Linked DNA regions of Mus musculus: all the other regions are linked to region 1. A link is a contact called in public Hi-C and targeted proximity ligation data. All regions are on one chromosome and are shown on one strand. The core of a region is the stretch at or near the end of the contact, and the rest is flanking DNA. Distances in the headings are between cores, read along the strand shown. Region 1 holds the start of Neat1 (nuclear paraspeckle assembly transcript 1 (non-protein coding)). Region 2 holds the start of Ovol1 (ovo like zinc finger 1). Region 3 has its middle 22 kb from the start of Snx32.

Evidence for each region. Hi-C and Micro-C count contacts between places; a contact is called where the count stands out from the background.
Region 2: a Hi-C map of nephron progenitors shows a contact between it and region 1, with 2.9 times the contacts expected there. A contact is called at or near these places in 1 of 39 promoter capture datasets (the SN4741 cell line), 1 of 484 Hi-C or Micro-C datasets (nephron progenitors), 5 of 130 datasets of targeted methods (bone marrow-derived dendritic cells, effector CD8 T cells, embryonic stem cells and 2 more) and 1 of 9 other capture datasets (adipose tissue).
Region 3: a contact with region 1 is called in a targeted proximity ligation map of effector CD8 T cells, with 10 read pairs. A contact is called at or near these places in 1 of 39 promoter capture datasets (pre-B cells), 5 of 484 Hi-C or Micro-C datasets (CD8 T cells, Th1 cells, cerebellum and 2 more), 4 of 130 datasets of targeted methods (effector CD8 T cells, large pre-B cells and microglia) and 1 of 9 other capture datasets (embryonic stem cells).

Annotation. Positions count from the first base shown.
Region 1 is chr19:5,843,649-5,847,068 of GRCm38.p6, reverse strand. Neat1 (nuclear paraspeckle assembly transcript 1 (non-protein coding)) reads left to right here and starts at 1,591. Exons shown (of 1, transcript NR_131212.1): 1 at 1,591-3,420.
Region 2 is chr19:5,558,650-5,562,128 of GRCm38.p6, reverse strand. It overlaps Ovol1 (ovo like zinc finger 1), which reads left to right and starts at 1,554. Exons shown (of 4, transcript NM_019935.3): 1 at 1,554-1,928. The coding sequence starts at 1,829. It also overlaps a transcript of Ap5b1 not described here.
Region 3 is chr19:5,530,637-5,533,982 of GRCm38.p6, reverse strand. It overlaps the pseudogene Gm31166. Among named protein-coding and RNA genes, the nearest start is that of Snx32, 22 kb to the right of the region's middle.

The DNA.
Region 1 (3,420 bases), core at 342-2,841:
GCCAGGCGGACATAGTGGTAATGTAATCCCAGCACTAAAAAGGTTGAGGCAGGAGGATGAGCCAAGAAGTACAGGCCAGTATGAGACAAAATGAGACCCTTTCTGGAATTAAAAAGAAAGAAAGATAAATAAAAGGCTGATTAGGTTAGCCCTTGGAGAAGGGTGAGGCGCAGGAATCTACGTGGCATAAGAACCGGTGAGCAAGCCAGCACTTGCCACATAATCACCCTCTGTGCTGGTCACATGAGAGAGAGAGTCACCAGTTTTCCGGGAACGGGAGGGTGCAGTCTAGGCCGGGCCTTGCTTGCAGATTCCATATGCTAGAGGCCGGAAAACAACCCCCTCCTTCCCTCCTCCGGGTTGCTAAGGGAGCCTGTTGTCACTGGGTGGTTTTGTTTGTAGAGTGGGTGTCGAGCCTGGGAGGAGACTTCCGGGCAGTTAATTCTGCCAGCTGCCTTTTTCATTCTGCGTGCTTGAACCAGCTTTTTTATTTTGGGGAGTATGGGGGGGGGGGGATGTGGAGGCAGGTGGCAGAAGAGCTGAGTAGATGCTTCATGGCGGGGTGGGGTGGGGGTGGGGGGTTGTCAGACTGTCCGAGCTCCTCACTGACATGGGCGGTGACAATTCCCCTTTTCAAAACCCTCACTAAGCCCTTGTTTGTGGACAACGTTTGCTTTTGGACCTGTGCTGGACCCCACCCCAAGTAGACAGCCAGCCTGGCTCCCCCAGTGGTCATTAAACCCACGCCTTGAACTCCACCATACACTGTCGCAGAGAAATGCAGCTTAAAAATATTTTTTCTCACTATACCACACCCAAAAGCAAAAATGTTTTCTAAAATCACTTAACTGTACTGGGCGCTCTTCAACCATAAACATTACATACACACATTCATTCTATATGCATGTGTACCATACAAAAGTCTTGCTTTATCATAGCTTGCAACCACCTTTCCCGCAATTTAATTAACCTTAGACGCAATTAAGCATTCCACCCAAGCTGCTGGGATAGTTCTTCCCCACCCCCACCCTGCTGCTGCCCGCACTGACGTCACCCTGCGAGCAGGCGGCGGCAACGCCCGAGAAGTCACGCGCCCGGTCCCGCCCCAACCCCCCCACCCCTACCGCCTGACGCGCCACCGCAGAGATCCCTCCGCCACCGAGTGGAATTTTCCAGGCTTTCTGCCGGCCCTACTTTCGGACCTCGTCGGGGCGTGGTGACCTGAGGCGACCCGTGTACTTTTCCTTCAGCGCTGACATTCGGTGTGACCCTCTTCCCCAACAGCTGACCCTACCCTTCAGCAGCAAAGGGGACTTACTTATCCCCGGTGGTGTTCACCGCCCAAATATCATCTTTGGATATGCCCTTCATCCTGTGACGCACCGCTAGGAGCAGAAAAGGATCATTGAGCAATCTGAGGGAGTGGCGGTTGACGGAGGCCATGACCCGCCCCTCGTGGGCTCCTTTGGCTCTGTGGCTAGGTCGGGGAGGAACTTTTTTTTAAGTGCCCGTGGAGGAATCGTTCCGTTTAGCAGTGTTTGGGTGACGCGACACAAGAGTATAAAAGCAAAAGTTGTAACCTCCACCTGTAGGAGTTAGTGACAAGGAGGGCTCGCTCTTGGGGCTAGTGGTGGGGAGGCAGTGGCCAGTTCAGGGCTCAGATGAGAGAGGTGGCAGAATTAGAGGCAGCCACTAGGATGGGGGTGCGAGGAGAAGCGGGGCTAAGTATAAAGGAGACTAGATTTTGGGACAGTGGACGTGTGGAAGGCAGCTTCCAAAGCGCCTTTAACAATCCACAAAGAACCAGCAGCTTTCAAGACCAGGCTATCCCTGCTGTCTGCTGGCACTTGACGTCCAGGAGGGCACAAGTTTCACAGGCCTACATGGGGGCAGTGTCCTAACTTGAGTGGCAGAGCAGCAGTTGATGGAGACGGGTGGACTGGGGGCCCTTGAAGGCCCCGGAAATCATAGAGGACAGGCAGTGGGGCAGGACTAGGTGCGTAGTGGAGGTCGCCTTTGATCTTGACAAAACCAGCAGACCCCTTTTTTTCCAGATAAGGGGTTGTGAACCCACCTGGGGATGAGGCCTGGTCTTATGGAAGGTGGACTTAGCTTCGCTGGGCGGACAGCTCTGGCCCAGGGTGGTATGTAATTTGGGTGTGGCCTGTCTGCACCCACTTCGGGGTGCGAGGGGAGGCCGGAGGAGGCTGCAGAGACAAGTTGTTTTTACTGTCAGGTCTGCCAGGCGGGGACCATGGAGATTGAAGGCGCAAGTCTTGGGGCCACATTAATCACAACTTTATTTTTCAGATAGCAGTGCCCTCTCTGGACTTTGCCTAGGTTCCGTGCTTCCTCTTCTGTGGTCTCACTCTTCCCTACTCTTGCCCCTCACTCTGAGGTTAAGGGGTCACTTAAAACCTTGCCCCTGGGTCGTCCGGTAAGCCTGTGGAGGATGTAGAGTCGGTGCTGGAGTCTTGGGCACGGCATTTTGGTAAAGGTGGAGGACACCCTGACTGGGCGGGGAGGGATGGTGTTGATTCACAGAGGGCGGGACGTGAGTGTGGACCCTGGGGTGGGCTCACAGCCATGTTTCCGGTCACCCAAATGCTTCATGGACGTGGTTTATCACTATAGTGTTCACCATGGCAAGCAGATGGCACCAGGAGATATGGAGCCCCTGCCAGTGTGAGTCGTAGCAGTGCAGGAGGGCTCACCCTGGAGGAGACAGCGGCCTCGGTTGACGCCTACACAGTGAATTCCAGAGGCTTAGGAAGCGCGTCCCTGCCCTGGGTCCAGGCCTTTCTCAGGAAGCCCTGTGCTCAGGAGGCCATCGTTGAAGTCAGCTTGTAGGGGGTGGGCAGGTGCTTCCAGCCGGAGGGGCCGTCGGCTGTGAATGTTCCAGATGAATGTCTTGTTCTGGGAGCATCATTCTTTGCGGATGCATGAATGGCAGCAGGCACCCTTTTTCATGGGGGTAGAGGCGTTCGACTGCTGCATCTTCTAAACAAGCCTCCATCCAGCCTTTGTAGTTCTGTGCTGCGAACTTGGCCTCGAGAAGATTGCGTAAGGTGTAGGACACTTTAACGTCTGCGCAGCGTGCTGCACTGTAGATCGGGACCCCAGTGACCTCGCCCACCTTCCCTGCTTCTGCAGCCTGCCTGCCTCTGCATTGGTCAGAGGGATTCTTAACTGAAAACTTGTGGGTGTTGGGGAAAGCTGTTGGGTTGTAAATGACTGGTGTGGAGGAATCTTCCTTAGATGGAGCTGGTTGTAAAATGGGTAGGGTTTGTGGTTTAACAGTGGGAAGGCGCAAGTTAGCCACAAATTCTGCCGACTTGGTAGATGCCGTATCTAATTTGGGCTTTGGGACGTCTTCTGGACTAAAAGGGATCCGTGGGCCCGAAGTGGTCCCTGGGAATG
Region 2 (3,479 bases), core at 305-2,804, 280 kb after region 1:
CCTCTCAACTACTGTGCGTGTGTGTGTGTGTGTGTGTGTGTGTGCCAGCACGCACCAGTTCCATACTGTGCCATGGGTCAGAGAGCACCTGAGGGATCAGCTTTCTCCCTCCACTCTGTGGGTCCTGGGAGCTGGACACAGGTCTCCCCACTTACTGGCAAGTACCTTGTGACTCACATGGACAGCCTTTCTTTTAGTTCTTTTGTTTTGCTTGAGACAGGATTTCACTATGAAACATAGATTGGTTTCTAACTCAGTTTCCCTACCTCAGCTTCCCACAAGCTGGGATCACAAGCATGAACCGTATCCACCTGTGACTCCTGACTTTTGAACTGTGTGAATTAATTTATCAGACTAATTTCCTCACAGTCTGTTCCGGCAAACATTTAACACTATGTGAGACAGGTGTACTGAAGTCTGGAGTCTAAAAATGTTAGCAGCCTTTAACTGCAGGTTCCATCCCTGCCTTTAATAGGTCAGCCAGTAAAAGCAACCCAGCACGGCCAAAGTGTCATAGTGTGGCTCACACGAAGGCCACGGAACACTCTCAGTTCAATGGGGGTGGGGCATAGCTCCAACTAGGCCTGCTGAAGAGTACAGCAGGGTGGAGGGGGAGCTGCTTGCTGATCTCCCACCCAGGGAGGACACTGGTTGCAACAGGCAAGAGGACTGTGTCAGATCTCACTCAGCTGGAGTCATTATCCCAGAGCCTCTTCCAGGTTTTCAGAATCTGAAATCCGGCTGTTTATGACCAGGAGAGTTTGGGCGAATACACCCGCCCATATGCCAAGGTGCTGGCCTGGGTTAGGTTGGACTCAGGGCAGTTTAATCGCCCTCGAAACCAGAAGGCAGGCTCCAGCTTTGGATTCACAGGCGCATCCGAGCCTCCCGGTCCACGCGCACCTCTCGTCTCGCGTGCCTTTCCGCAGGAACCCGGTGCCCAGCAAATACCTCTCCGCTGAACCAAGAATTGCTCACCCTGGCCTTGGGGATCCCTGGCCGCTGGGTTCGGGCCCGGACCGCCGGTTCCCGCTCCGCGGCTTTGTGCCTCTCCCGGCGCCCCGGGCGCGCCAGGCTGGGCCCGGACCTGTTGGGCCAGTTTTATGTCATCGCCCACAGAGCGTGCGAGCGCCGGTGCAAATAACGTTGCCCTCCCCTCCCTTTCCGTGCCCGCTCCCTCCGAAACTCTAGTTTGCAAACGTGAGCACGCTGGGCAGGGGAGGTCCGGGGCGGGCCGGGTGCTTCTGGGTGTGGGGACCGGAGCACGCCCCCTAACCCTGCCCCCGTCGTGCCACCCCGCCCGGGCCGCGAGGCCACCTCACCCGCAGCGGAATGGAAACCGGTTCGACAGGTAACAAATAGGTGGGTTGTCACCGTTATTTCCCAACGCATGCGCCATCGCTCTCTCGGCCACTCCAAGCTAATTAGATCAGATCAACACCCCTACCCCACCCCCGCCCGAGCCACCAACACACACCGCCGCGAGCCAATAAAGCGTGAACCCGTCCGTCCAGCTCGCACTTGAAGACTTCGCGAGCAGCCGCGGGGACGCCAGTCGAGCTAAAGGACGCTGGCTTAGCGCTTCTGCGATCCCGGTGCACCTGGCTGCACCCTCTCTGTGGACACCGGCGACCTTCGGCGTAGTTGGAAACGCCACGCGTGGTCCCTGGTACACTCTGTCCTAAGAACGTGGACACGCCTCGGCGACTCTTTCCTTGAACTGTCCCTATTCCCGCGCCTCAACCCCGATCCGGTGGAAGAAAAGGTGGGACGACCACACGAACTCGACTTACCAGAGCGAACCGCGCCGGGCCAGGAGGAACTGAAGATGCCTCGCGCGTTCCTGGTGAAGAAGCCATGCGTCTCCACGTGCAAGAGGAACTGGAGCGAGCTCCCGGACGAAGAGCGCGGCGAGATCTACGTGCCAGGTGAGGCGCCTCGGGCTCCCGGCGCCGGGAGGGCGGGGCGCACGGACCAGCGGTCGGCGCCGGTCAGTCGAGCGTGGGGACGCAGATTCTCGTCGCGATTCGACCCCCGGCGCTGAAGGAGCGTGGGTGGGGGAAGGGGACTCCAAACCGAGGCTTTGCCGCTCTCAGGCCCGGGATCTCCTGCCCGCGCCGCGCTACAGGGGACGCAGTGGGGTGTGTCACCGCTCAGGCGACCTCCGGCTCTCGTGTCGTAAATCCAGAAAACCCGGGCTTTCATGAGGCAGGAGAGGAGCACTGGAGCGATGCCACTTTGGAGGGGAGGGCCAGGGAATGGAAAGGAGCAGAGCTGGAGTTTCCGCTGAAACTTGGGCTACATTGTAAGAGAAAACTTGGCCCCATAACTTTGGTGGTATTGAAATGAGGGTCCAGATTCAGGACCACCGAATTTCCCTGGACTCCTGCCTGACGGTCCAGGAGCTGCTGGGAAATAAACCCAATGTACCTTGCTTGCCTTTGAGACAGTCCCACCTCGGTTCAGCTCGTGGAGGACACTAAGCAAAAGATGGTTCTTAGAGCCGTAAGGTACTCCAGGAAGCCAGTGTACCTAGTTTATTTAGGGAGGACGCCTTGACAGCCTGCACGTCAACTTAGAATTGAGTTGCTAGAATTGTCTCTTCTTCCAGCTGCATCTTCCTCTGAGACCCTAGAAAACTTCTGCCCCCTCTCTCCCAATACAAAACTCCCCTCCCCTATCTTGGGGGGTGGGGCAGGAGCCTACTGCCCTGCGCCTCCAAGGGGGGAGGGGGAGGCGGTAATTAACCAACCGACTTTGACCCTTGATCTGCAGGTTCCCTGGCTCCACCCAGGCTTTTAAGAAAGCAGGGGAAATGAGGGTGGTGAGTGAGGGGCCCTGTGCGGGTTCTTGCCTCAATTTCCCTCTTGGAAAGCTGTCTTGGGCGTAATGGTGTTTTGTGTCAGACCGTCCAGGATCCGATGGCTGGTAGGATGTTTTATAAGTGAACCTTACTAAGGAGCTGTATGGCTACTCTGAAGGCTGCTTAAAGGAGGGAATGGGCCAGAAGGCCCTAGAATCTCCAATGTGGAGGAGCAGGAGGTAAAAGCCCTGAGGTGTGGGCTTGGGATTTTGTGATTTCTGCCTGGCTGTATGTTCTGGCCGGTGCGCCACCTCCAGAAGGGCTGCTGAGGGACACAGCCCGTTGGTTCCTCGCTCCGGCCTCCTCCCCATCCCGTGTTTGGCGTGCTGCTTAGGTGCTCCTTGGGATCTGATAACCTGAACTTGGACTGTGCTAAAGGTGAGCTTGTGTTAAGCCAGGCTCAGAGTGCTGTTGTTTTTAGTTTTACTTCCCATCCCAGTCAGTAACAGACCGTCCACTGACTTTCAGCTAGTTCAAATTATTAAGACTTCCTTGGGTTCTAGAAATTCCCCCTGCCCCCCTGAACAGATCCGAGGGACATGAAGACCAGAGACCTGGTCCCATGGCCTGTCCCATTAGGTGGATAGTCAGTGCCACCTACGACTGCTGTCCTAAG
Region 3 (3,346 bases), core at 28-2,527, 310 kb after region 1:
TAAATAACATTATATAAATATATATACTAATTATGGTGTACTTATTAAATAATACAAATAAATAAGTAGAAGGCTCCCGGGGAAAGGCCTTTGCTGCCTGATCACTGGAGTTCTGTCCTTGGGACTCACTGCCCCTGGCAATAGTCCTCTGGCCTCCACATCTGTGCTGTAGCACACTTGCCCACAGCTACACACCCACATCCTCACACACAGTTAATTGGTTTAGAAAACCAGAAGGAATGGGTGAGCCAGCCACCTGTTACTGTAAGGCAAGGACGGAGTACAAATAAAGTCCTGTTCTTGGTGCCACAGCCAAAGACAACATGGAATTGTATGTGTGCGTGGGCGTGTGTGTGTGTGTGTGTGTGTGTGTGTGTGTCTGTGTGAATGTGTGAGTATGTGTGAATGTGTGAGTATGTGTGAATGTGTGAGTGTATGTGTGAATGTGTGTGTGTGAGTTGTGTGTATGTGAATGTGTATGTGCAAATGTGTATGTGTGAATGTGTGTGTGTGTGTGTGTAGCGTAGAGTTCAACCTTCAACTCCAGCAGTCTCTATGGTTCAGACTGATGTCAAGCTGAACTTGAACCACTCCTCCATCCTGTGGCCCAAAAGATACCAAGCTAGAAGTCACTCCGCCCTGTCTTCTATGAACTGTAAATAACAGAGACGCTCACTGGAGTAATTAGAAGAAACTGCTGGCCAAGAGCTCTGAGAAGGGTTAGGTGTGGCTTGAAGCACTCTGTGTATTTTTGCTAAGCCAAACATGTAGCCAGTCAAAAATACGAGTTGTTTAACAAGCTTATAAACTTGGAGTGACTCTTCACATCTTATAGTGAGGTCTGGGGTTCAAGCATCTCAGCATCAAAGTGCCTACCGTGTGCCGCGCTCAGCCCTGACCACTGCCTCCAGCCTCAGCTTACTCTGCTGCCCAGTTAGCTGACTGGCCCAGACAATCGAACCTCCGATGTTTGTGAAGGAGAAAATGACACTGGACAAGGAGTTGTCTGCTGGTGCCTTAGCCCTCCCTTCCCCCTCCTTCACCTGCCCAAGAGGCTCTCACATGCCCACCCACTACCCTCTCACTTGAGAAGAGCGTGTCTAGTAGGCTCATCGGCTCCCCCAGGCTCTCCGATCCTGACAGGGAGCTCTAGTATAAGCCACCTTGATGTTCATTCCCAGTGTTTCCTGTTGGCACTATTTCTAAGTGGTAAGAGCTGCATCGAGGTGTGTAGCATCCTGCTGACAGGGTAAGTCTAAGGCAGGAAACACCCCATAGCAACTGCTCCACACGTGACCTGAGTTTGTCACAGACTCTGGGGCTGCTCTTGAGGCTGCAGTGGGTGAGGCAACTCGTCTGTGGCTTCCCTGGCCACCGTTGGATTTCCTGATCCTTGCATTTCCCCCCAGACCTAAAATCTGGGTCTGCTTCTCTGCCTCCCCCAACTTCTGATCCACGCTAACCTGGAAGCTGAGACAGAGCGATCCTCCGGCTGAACACTTCGTTCACCTTTTCCAGAGCCCTGGGACAGTGTTGCTACTGTTCAGAGCTCTGGGTGACCTTGCTGTCCCACACCATACAGCTATCTACTAATTAAACAGTCAGGCAACATTATAATTAGGTCAGCTACAGGTACTGATTTGAGACTTTGGCTCCATTCCTTCCTCTCCAGGATTTGAGCACTGACAGGGAATGTCTCAATCGTCCAACAGTCCAATTTCTCAAACCCCAAGTGGATTCTTTACCCTGTCTAAACCCACCCTGATAGTCCAAGACTTGTGGCATCTGCCCCAATAATGGTTCAAGGAGAGACATGGATTCCTGCATGTTTTCCTCTGCCCAACACACACACACACACACACACACACACACACACACACACACACACACACACAATTAATTATTTGATAAAGAGAAGTTCTAGGGCTGGTGAGATGGCTCAGCGGGTAAGAGCACTGACTGCTTTTCCGAAGGTCATGAGTTCAAATCCCAGCAACCACATGGTGGCTCACAACCATCTGTAATGAGATCTGACGTCCTCTTCTGGTGTGTCTGAAGACAGCTACAGTGTACTTATGTATAATAAATAAATAAATCTAAAAAAAAAAGAGAAGTTCTAATCTCATGTGTACTGGATTTTGGAAAGCCATCAGAACATGCTAAGAATTCTTGACACAAAAGTTCCTCACCCCACCCCTGGTCCAGTTGAATCACATTGGTCTCTTCTGCAAGATGGCATGACTCCATGAGCCAGGCAACTAGAACCTGTGTCCCCTCCTCCCAACAACAGCCCCTCCAGGAGAGAGTGCCAACTCAACCCCTACCTTTGATTCAGAGGAAGGCCTCAGGAACGGGTGCTCTGTGATGTAAGAGCCCAGGTGCCAGTGTGGAAGGCTGTCAGGAGAACGCCTGTCGAGCAGGTCTGGTCTGGAAGTCTTAGGAACTAAAGGACAGAAAAGAAACGATTGAAATCCAGACTAGTGCACCTACTGCCTTCCTTCCGACTCATCCTCATAGCATAAGTTTTTTGAATGTGTGACACTCACACATAGCCTTCTCCCATTCTTTCCCAGTCAGAGGAGAGCACCAGGCTCTGACTTGTTCCATCTTAGGACAGATGGATTAATGGGTGGATTGTTCTGTTTGTAGACATCGAATACACGTAAAACCACTACAGGTGCTGTCTCTCAGCGTGTTGGGATCCACAGTCCACACTGGCTTCTGGCATCTGCCCTTATTTTGGGGAGGGACTGCTTGGTTATTTTTTCAAAATAGAATCGCATGTAACCCAGGCTGATCTCAAACTCCCTATATAGCCAAGGATGGCCTTGAACTCCTAATCTAATTGTCTCCACCTCTCTGGAGCTGAGACTATACACATACGATTTACTCTTAACCCCAAAAGGCCCAGCTCCAACTAGATTAGGAGAGCCTTGATTTTGGCTCAAGACTTGCCATTGGTAACATGTGCTAAGGCTTCCTTTATCCTCTCCCTCTCACCCAGTGCTGCCACGAGAGCCCTGGACACGAGCAAGCCCAGCATGGGCGACAGTAAAGTTGATTTCTGTAACAGTGTTCTCCCAAGCCCGCTTGCCTCAGCAGGACTCTCTCCAGACGGTCCCCACCACACACAGCTCCCTCTCCTCTCATTCTCACCTTTGATTTGTCTTTTATTGCCAAATAAAAAGCTTGCTACCTCAACAACAAAAAGGAAGACGGATTTCTACCCTGATACATCAAAAATCCTTTAAGGTTTCATAAACACAAGTAATTATTACAAAGGACTGGGGCCATAAGGAAAGAAATGGGATCCAGCTAGCGTGGAGCACTCTGGGGACTCTCGTCG